Linked DNA regions of Mus musculus: region 2 is linked to region 1. The links are chromatin contacts, called in public promoter capture Hi-C maps. All regions are on one chromosome and are shown on one strand. Each heading gives the region's core, a stretch centred on a gene start, on an enhancer-like site or on the middle of the called end of the contact. The rest is flanking DNA. Distances are from core to core; before and after follow the strand shown.

Evidence for each region. Promoter capture Hi-C pulls out the DNA fragments that hold promoters and counts their contacts.
Region 2: a contact with region 1 is called in a promoter capture Hi-C map of the HPC-7 cell line, with 5 times the contacts expected there. The contact joins two enhancer-like sites. A contact is called at or near these places in 5 of 39 promoter capture datasets (the 3T3-L1 cell line, the HPC-7 cell line, cranial neural crest and 2 more) and 3 of 115 datasets of contacts at active chromatin or transcription factors (craniofacial prominence, embryonic stem cells and stem cell-derived neural progenitor cells).

Annotation. Positions count from the first base shown.
Region 1 is chr6:120,100,281-120,105,297 of GRCm38.p6, forward strand. The region is part of intron 1 of Ninj2 (ninjurin 2); the gene reads left to right. Among named protein-coding and RNA genes, the nearest start is that of Ninj2, 9.4 kb to the left of the region's middle. Within about 2 kb of position 1,936, at least 23 of the 459 cell types and tissues checked have an H3K27ac peak or open chromatin away from gene starts, as enhancers often do. A contact at or near this core is called in the HPC-7 cell line, where this site is marked.
Region 2 is chr6:120,309,830-120,314,846 of GRCm38.p6, forward strand. No RefSeq gene overlaps it. Among named protein-coding and RNA genes, the nearest start is that of B4galnt3, 17 kb to the left of the region's middle. Within about 2 kb of position 2,807, at least 3 of the 459 cell types and tissues checked have an H3K27ac peak or open chromatin away from gene starts, as enhancers often do. A contact at or near this core is called in the HPC-7 cell line, where this site is marked.

The DNA.
Region 1 (5,017 bases), core at 686-3,185:
TTCATTAATGTTCCCTCCTTCTGCTTTGTCTTCTGGGTCACTTGATCTTGGTGGCACTCTCTCAACCAGGCAAGCTTTTCACACAGCAGCATGGCCTCCTACGGTACACAGGAGCGTGCTAGCCTAGGTTCCATGGCTGCCTAGTTTTCACCCTAATTCTATCTTAATTCCTTCAACAGGTTGTGGTCATTATTGATAGTTAACTTGTTTCGTGGGACACACATATTTTGATAATGCGATTAGCTTATTTGTTTTCTTGTATAGTTTATCCCTCTACACTTCTAATTTTTTCATCTGTCATTCAGTAAATAAGAGTATGACATCATACCTTATGTTTCTCAGCCATTTGAAACTTTATTCGTATTGTAATCATTCACTCCCTGCTTCAGTGTTGGTGTCAAGCTCGTTTATACTAATGTGTTGTAGTCTGCTGGTTATCTCTGAAACCTTCACTACTTTCAAAGTTTATTTATTATTATTATTGTATGTGTGTGCATGCATGACGTGTGTACAGGAGCGTGTGTACCATGGTGTATTTGTGCAGGACTCGGGACAGCTCTGTGGAATTGGTTTTCTCCTTTGCCTTTACCTGGGGCGCAGGAATTGAATTCTGGTGGTCGAGCTTTTGAGGGAGGTAAGTGCCTTTACCTACTGAGCCGTCTTGATGGTCTTACGCTCTCATTTCAACAGGGTCGCCTGTGTGCCATAGGGCAGTAGTGCAAACGTGGGGAGCAGAGGGCAGCTTTCAGGAGTCACTTCTCTTCCATTTTGTGGGTCTCAGGGATCGAACTCAGGTCATTAGCCTTGGTGCCAAGAGTCTTTACCCACTGAGCCACCTCTGCCCTTCTGAGTACCTTAAATATTTCACTGTACTGTCTTCTTTTGGGACTCTTCATCGTTAATTTTCTGAAACCTTTCTTTCTCCTGCCTAGAGTTCTCTGCTTCCTGGGTCTATGATTCGATAGCGTTGGAGGTCGGCTTGAGGGATTATTCAGTCAGTGTTGACTTGACTGTGTCTTCTGTCCCTTCCTTCTTCCCCAGATGCGCATCCACATTGGCTGCAGCTGCCACACGGCCTTTGGCTTTTCTCGCTGGCTGTTTCTGTTCTGTGTTTTCAGTTTGGAGCGTTTCTATAGACACATCCTCGAGCTCAGAAACGTTTTCCTCAGACATGTCACCCACACACGAGCCTGGCAATGAGCGTCTGTCTTTCCATTCCTGGGCTTGGCATCTTCACTGTTTCTTCTTGATTCTTGTTGTCCCCTCATCTTTTTTAAAGTATGTGTGTGTGTGAGTGCCGTAAATTTTTATTTTATACAATCTTAATAGATTGGTGTTATTTTTTTTCTCGTGTAATGAGACGTTATCTCCTGGTATTCTAAACTTACATCTTTCATTTCCTTTTTGGTGCTGGGAATAAAACCGGAGGCCTTGAACCTGTTAGGCTAGCGCTTTATCTCTGAGCCTTACCCCAGCCCCTTCTTGGATTTCTTCCTCTCTGCTTTACTATCACTCAGTCTTTGCTTGTTCTCTGTCTGCTTGAGAGTCCTTAGCACATCTCAGATAAATTCTTGGTCGAACAAGTTTAATACCCCTGTCATGTCTGATTCTGGCTGTCATGTCTGATTCTGGCGTCTTGTTCAATCTCTTTAAACTGTGCCTTTATAAACTCTTAATATGTAGATATAATGTATCGGGCAAAAAGAATGTTGTAAATAGACAGTTATTGTTGTGGTAAGGTATGGTAGGCTTTAGGGGGGTTTGATGATCCTCGATGATGGGCCTTCCTGAACCTCTGTGATCTTTAGAAATGCTTATCAACCCTCCCATCCCTGACTTCTTATGTGGGACAAAATGGCCATCGTGCACTACGGTGGGTACCTTCTTTCCTTGAGTCAGCTAGGCTGTGATAATAAGCTTAGGCTGTGGTTAATAACGTCACTTGAGAACAGACCACATTTAAAGAAGTAAATCCTCTGTTATTTCAAGATGGTTTTGTTCCCATTATCCTTGCAGGCGGGGGTTTTCTTACAGCATTTACTCTGAGCGCTTACTGGGGCTCCTAGAGGTAAAATGCACAAAGTATTTTCCTCACCTACAGTGGGCTCCTGGCATTGTGACTCTGAGACACATCCCTCTGCCTCCAGTGCTTCACCTGTGGCAGTCAGCTCCCACCCCGCCCTACCCCATCCCACACTACCCCAGAGTCTGCTCTGCTTGGCCATGATACCCTATGTCCATCTGCCTGCCCCTCCAGCTTGAGGGGTTTGCTTTCCCTGTTTGCCCACCTCTCTTCCAGAGCCAAGAAGAGATGTAGACTCTTCAGCCATATAACTATTGCTTGTCCCATCAGAGTGGTGTCTTTCAAACTTCTCATATGCAGAACCAGAAACTAGAGTCTCCTCTCTTTTCAAGTGGGAGTTCCAGAAACAAGTTGGGAATATGCATGAAGAGACTGTAACATGCTGGATGGTAGTGGTGCACACCTTCGATCCCAGCACTTGGGAAGCAGGGGGAGGCAGACCTCAGAGTTCAAGGCAGCCTGGTCTATAAGAGCAAGTTCCAGGACAGCCAGGGCTACACAGAGATATCCTGCCTCAAGAAAAAAACAACAAACAAACAAAGAAAAACAACGAGTGGGGGTGGTTCTAGGTTCAGTCTAAGAATATAATAATTACTCAGATATTCAAGGATGTTGATTGAGATTTTTAGGTGTAAATAAATGGTTAAATGCAGCTATGAGTAGATATTTTAAAAATTTTTTTTGAAGAATATTTAAATGAAGACTGTTCTAGTTTGGTTTCTGTTGCTGTGATAAACACCATGAACAGAAGGACCTTGGGGATGGAAGGCTGTGTTTTAGCTTATTGCCTACAGTCTGTGGTTGACAAAGGCCAAAGCAGGGACTCACGACAGGAGCTTGAAGCAGAAACCACAGAAGAACTAGACTTCCTGGCTTGCTTCCAGACTCCCATTCAGTTACCTTTCTTATCTGACCCAAGACCATAGTGGACTGAGTCCTCCCACATTAATCATCACTCAAGAAGAGGCCCCATGGGGGCCTTGGGGGAGATGGCTCAGTGGTTAAGAGCACTGACTTTTCTTCTGGAGGTCCTGAGTTCAAGTCCCAGCACCCACATGGTGGCTCACAACCATCTGTAATGGGATCTGATGCCTTCTTTTGTTGTGTCTGGAGAGAGTGACAGTGTACTCACACACAAAAATTAAATAAATAATTCTAAAAGAAGAAGGAGGAGGAAGAAGAGGAGGGGGATGGGGGAAGGGAGGAGGAGGAGAGGCCTCACAGGCATGCATGCCCACAGGCCAACTGATGGAAGCAACCCTCAGTTGATGCTTCCTCTTCTACATATGTCAAGTTAACAACCAAGACTACCCACCACAAATGCCAGAGAGCTAATTGTACATTAAGAAAAAAAAAGGACATATAACTGGATAGACATTTAATCTTGAATGTCTTCAGAAATTATGAATAATAAATATGCATGTCAGCACTGGCCAACGTGCTCACCGGCTGTTTCTAGACTGTGGGTTTACAGGTGACTCACTTCTTTTCTTTTCTTTTTTCTTTTCTTTTCTTCCCCTCTTTTTCTTTTTATTTCATTTGCAAATTTTCTACCAATACATGATTATACTTAGAACAGAAAATAAAAGGATTTAGTTTTAAAAGGGTTAAAAGTAGATCCATGAATATGGGTCATGGTGTACATACAAATATATTTATTCTGTCTCTGATTACCATAGAAAATAATCAGTTGACTAATTTTGTGGATAAGATGCCATCTCCTTTCCAATGGTGGTTCCACTTTTTAACAGTTGTACATAGCACAACTTTTGCATGTGTGTGTGTATATGTGTGTATGTATATGTGTGTATGTATGTGAGTTTCTTTTAGTGTACATATATGTGGAGGCCAGAGGATGATGCTGGATATCTTCCTCAGTTTCTCTCTATTATAATTTAAAATTTTTATTTTAAATTATATGTGTGTGTAGCTATGTCTGTGTATATGTTTGTGGGCTTGTACATGAGTGTGCAAATGCCCACAGAGGCCAGAGGTGTCAGATCCTCTAGAGCTGGAGGTGCCTCACAGGGGTGCTGGGGACTGAATTCAGGTCCTTTGAAGAGCGGCAAGTGCTTTTAATTGATGAACCTCCTCTGAGATCTTCTACCTTATTTTTGGATCTCCCACTGAGCCCAGAGCATACCTCTTTGTCTAGAATGACTTTGTCCCTGCCTCTCTATTACTGGGATTACAATCATGCACTGTTGCACTCAGCCTTTCTTACCAGGGTTCTAGGGACTAGAGTCAGATCCTCTGGCTTGTGTGGCAAACATTTTACTAACTGAGCCCAACTCTGTAGCAGGCAACTCTTGTTTTACACACACACACACACACACACACACACACACACACGAGTAGGCTCAATGAATATAGACTTTATTTAGTATGCAACACAAGTCTGCAAACCACTGAGTTTCTTCTACATCACACCTACAGAGGGGCCACATCGTACTGAAAGAAATAAGCCATGAGTGGTTGGCACCTTGATTTTAGTTCAAACTTAATACTTGGTACTTCTAATACAGCAATACAGCGTTTTACTATCACCTAAAGAAAAGTCACTTTGGGGATGACCGATAGATGAATGGATAAATCATGATTATCCTTGAAGACCCAACATAAACAGCTAGGCAGACAAGATTAGACATAATCTTCTGACATAGAAACATTCGAGATGGATTGTTACAAAAGGTGGCTTTTATTGTGTGAGCCTTGAAGAATGAACATGACTTTGAATAGAGTCAGGGTGTTCTGTGGTCAGAACTGTGAGCCAGAGCTAGAGGAAGGAAAACAAGGAACACACCATGGATGAGTGAGTGCCAGCACTCTGTGGAGAGCTGTAGGCTGTGCATGAGTGAGGAGAGGTGCATGGAAATATTATTATAAAGTTGGTTGAGGAGCAGGAGAAATGACTCAGCACCTGAGAGCATGTAC
Region 2 (5,017 bases), core at 1,557-4,056, 210 kb after region 1:
TGACGGTTCCACTTAAGAAAGGCATCTATGTCACCCACTCTGAGCCCTGGAGAACATCTCAGAAGACAGGGTAGCAAAACTGTGAAAGCCAGAGTGGGGAGGAGCGTGGTGAAAAGCTGTCTTCTAGATAGGACCAGTCTGTTGCACTCATGGACTCAAAACAGCTGTGGTTGCCTGCACAAGATGAGGCTGTCAATATTCCACCCTGGGTGGAGGGAGTGGATGGGGGAGGGCTCAGGATGCCCCATCCCTCCCTGAGAAGCTCTTGGTAGGTAGTGCTTGTCATAGGTCAAAGAGTATTTCCTTTAGTAGTGCAGGCATTGCTAAGTCACCTGTGTTCCAGGAAATAACCTAACCTATGCTCATGCAAACAATCCTAATTAAGCTCCGTGGGTCACCAAAAGAAAAAGTTGGGTGTAGTGGTGTACACCTTTAATACCAGTACTTGAGAGGCAGAGGCAGGCAGTTATCTCTGAGCTTGAAGCCAGCCTGGATTATGTAATGAAACCCTGTATCAAAAAACAAAACAAAAAGCCAGAAAACCAAGCTAAACAAAAAGACATCAAAGTAGGATGGGGACTAGTTGGAGACAAAAAGGAGTGTCCTGGAGAGATGGCTCAGTGGTTAAGACCACTGGTTGCTCTTGCAGAGACCCTGGGTTCAAAAACCAGCATCAACAAGGTGGTTCACAGTCATCCCTAACTAGTTCCAGGAGATTCTGTGCTCAGACACAAATGTAGGCAAAACACTCACACATGATATAAGATAAATATATCTAATAATAATAATAATTTTAAAAGGCCAGGCAGTGGTGGTACATGCCTTTAATACCAGCACTCGGGAGGCAGAGGCAGAGGCAGAGGCAGGTAGAACTCTGTGAGTTACAGGCCAGCCTGGGCTACACAGAAAACCCTGTCTTAAAAAAAAACCACACACACACACACACACACACACACACACACACACACACACAAGGGCTGGTGAGATGATGGCTTAGAGGGTAAGAGCACTGACTGCTCTTCCAAAGGTACTGAATTCAAATCCCAGCAACCACATGGTGGCTCACAACCAGCCAGAATGAGATCTGATGCCCTCTTCTGGTGAGTCTGAAGACAGCTACAGTGTACTTAATTATAATAATAAATAAAGCGAGTGAGGTTGAACGGAGTGGTATGAGGTTGACCTGAGCAAATGGGGCTGACCGGAGAGAGCAGCGGTCCTAAAATTAAATTCCCAACAACCACATGAAGGCTTACAACCATTTGTACAGCTACAGTGTACTCTTATACATAAAATAGATAAATAAACCTTTTTTAAAAAAAAAAGAAAGAAGGAAAGAGAGAGAAAGAGGGGTTCAGCAGGAGAGGGGAATGGGGTGGGGGCGGAGTAAGAAAATAACTCAATTATATCCATGTAGGAATTGCCAGGCTCTGCCCACACAACACCCAGCCAAGCTCCGTCCTACAGAGTAAAAAGCTCAAGGTCAGGACTTGAAGTTCCACCAATCCCCACACTGGAAAGCTTCTGTCCCCCTTCCCCAAAGAAACCCTGAATAAACCCTGTCCTCTGTGTTCTGCTGCTTCTTGCCCACCCCCGTTGAGGCAGTCACCCTCCTGGGTCTCTCCCATGTGACATTTCTTGTGCCCCGTGACTTTGTGGGCTTCCTTGGCCCCTGATTGTCAGGATTCCTTTCTCGGTCAGAGCTCAAACACTCACAATACATCATGGAGAGTGAGGCCCATCATACAAGGCTTCAGATCGACCATGTCAGGGCCCGAGAGCAGAGGTAATTTTCTGCAAACACACAGCTTTACTCTTGGAGGTTTCCAGTATGATAAACCAAAGAGCCAAACTTGTGTTTTACTTTGAGCCTCTTTCGGGATGTCTCTGCAATGCTGAACCTTTTTCTTGATAATCCATTTGTCCATTTCTTCATTAAAGAAATTAATTTATTTTTATTTCATGTGTATGCGTGGGTGCCTGTGTATATGTATGTGTACCATGCCATGTGCATGCCTCATGCCCTGGGAGGACAGAGGAAGGCATCTGACTCCCTGGAACTGGAGTTGTAGGCAGTTGTGGGTCACCATGTTGGTGCCAGAACAAACTTGGGTCCCCTGGGAGAACAGCCCATGCTCTTCACTGCTGAGTCATCTCTCCAGCCTCTCAATCCCTCCCTTTTATCTTCTGTCCTTTCTCTTTCATTCACACCCAACCTTCTCTGCCTCTGGAAGGAACCTGGGTTCAGTGTCTGTGCTGGTCTGGACTGCTAGCATTGCCATATAAGCAACCTTGCAAATCCTCTGTCCATCCCATTCATAGAAAGTGAGGTTACCCCACTAGTAGGCACTATATTGCACTTCCTGTTATCCCCCACATCTGGACACATCATAAAGTCACAACCGACCTGTTTAGACTTTTGGGAATTTCTTTTTTCTCATGTTGAGAAAGTAAAGGCAGGACCTCACCGTATGTTAGTCAAATGCTCTACCACATTACTGCCCCATATCATCTCTAGGAACTCTGACAAAAGATTCAAATGTATCAAAAGTTCTGATTTCCTACCCTAATTAATGTCTCACCAAAAAGTAGTTGATGCCCAAGGGGGAATTTCTCAGTTATTTGCTCGGTACCATGTTGCTTCTAGAAGCCATCCACAGGGATCTGCTACTGTAAGTTCCTTGTAGAGCTGCCCATCAGAGAGTTCTTTTCCTCCTGCTGATCTTCCTGCCCACCCTCCTCTTCTGCTCCTGGCATCCCCCTCCCCCTCCACACCCTTCTACTCCTCTCTACCACACTCCTGTCTCCCTTCCTTCCTCTTTTTTTTTTTTTTTTTTTTTTTTCTGAGATGGGGCTCACTACATTACCCTACTTGGCCTCAAACTCCTGAACTCAGGCAGTTCTTCCCTCCTCAGCCATCCACTACAGTCGCAGGCCACTAACTACCCCCGCTTCGGAGGCCTGGGCAAGCTTACTGGTTTCCGTTTAGCAGGTTCAATTAGTAAAGCCTGAAGGGCAGATTTACACACTCCGGGGCTAATAGTATTTGGTAGGGAAGCAGTCCCATTTGGAAACACTAATCATTACTCATAAAATAACTACATAAAGGAGACAGAGCTTGTTTTATTCAAAGTATGTCCAAGATCCCAGTTTTCAGCCAGGGAGATGAATGACTTGATAAAGACACTTGTCACCAAGCCTGATAACTTCGAACAAACAAACAGGAAAGGAAAGCAAAGCAAACTATCCTCTAACCTCTATGTATACAAAATGGCATATGTGCCTAGATGTACAAGCACACACACACACACATACACACACACGCATGTAATAAAAAATTAAATCTAGCTGTTTATCCAAATGTTCGCTGTAATCCTATCACCTGTTGCCCGTCCACACCTTCCCAGTACAACCTCTACCCTCTTAAGATGGTGCCAGCAGGCCCTGGAGTCACCACTTATAGGGCTCCTTGTCATAAAAGCTTCTCCTAGCTTGATCACCCACCTGCACACTGCATCCAGCTCCATGTTTCTAGACATGGGTAGTGCAGAGGGCCTCCCCCCCCCCCACCCCCCGTGCCTTTAAACTAATGAGCGACCTTGCTTTCTGGCACTTTCAGGTAGGGTTTCTCCATCTTTGCTGCTGGCTTCTTAAATTTCTCTAAACTATGATAAATTGAGTGACCTTGCTTGGAATGCTATAAGGTTTGGGAAGCAATGGGGGACCCACCCAGCCTTTGATAGTATTACATCAACATTTTATTATCTATTATTATTATTATTTATTATATGTAAGTACACTGTAGCTGTCCTCAGATACTCCAGAAAAGGACATCAGATTTCGTTACGGATGGTTGTGAGCCCACCATGTGGTTGCTAGGATTTGAACTCAGGACCTTCGGAAGAACAGTCGGCACTCTTAACTCTGAGCCATCTCGCCAACCCCTATTATTATTATTATTATTGTTATTGTGTATGTGTGTGTATGAGTGTGTGTGCTACAGTTAGATTCCTTCTCATTGCCACCTACCCACCAAGGTAGATTTGCCTCACCAAAGGTCACAATTGGTTCTGAGCGTAGTGAGGGTGTGGGCTTGCCCTGAGGGTGTGATCCAAGTCTGTTTTCACAAGGGCTCCCCGCTTACTTTTTGGCAAGTCTTATTTCCCTTTCCCCTACCCAGGAACCTTCCTTTCTGCACATAGCCCGTCTTTTTCTCTGCACGTTTTAGGTATTGTATACCTTTGTGACGAATGCCTCTTTATCTCTTTGGAATATGCTAGCTTAGTTTTTCCTACTCTGACTCCTTCTCTGGGTCACATGGAAGAAGTTTGTAGAAGGCCACAATCTGTGGTAGTTTGGATGATAATGGCCTCCTTTGATTCATATATTTGAATGGTCAGTTATCAGGGAGTGAGCACTGTTTGAGAAGGATTAGCAGATGTGGCCTTGTTAGAATAGGTGTGGTCTTGTTGAAGGAAGCCTGTCAGCTCCTTTCCCCCTCCTCCTCCCCCTCCCCCTTCCCTTACTGCCTACAGATTAGGATGTAAAATTCTCAGTTATTTCTCCAACATCATGTCTGCCTGCCCATCACTGTGCTCCCTGCCGTGATAATAATGGTCTAACCTCTGAAACTGTAAGCCCCTGGTAAGCACTTTTAAAAAAAGATTTATTTATTTATTTATTTATTTATTTACTATAAGTACACTGTAGCTATCTTCAGACACACTAGAAGAGGGCATCAGATCCCATTACAGATGGTTGTGAGCCACCATGTGATTGCTGGGATTTGAACTCAGGACCTCTGGAAGAGCAGTCAGTGCTCTTAATCACTGAGCCATCTTCCAGCCCCTAAGCGCTTTCTTTTATGAGAGTTGCCTTGGTCATGGTGTGTCTCCACAGCAACAGAACAGTGACTAAGACACCATCTCACCCAGAAGTCTTTCTTTTTGCTCAAGACAGTCTATGTTGCCAAGGCTGGCCCTTGAATTCACGGGCTCAAACAATGTGGCCTCAGTCT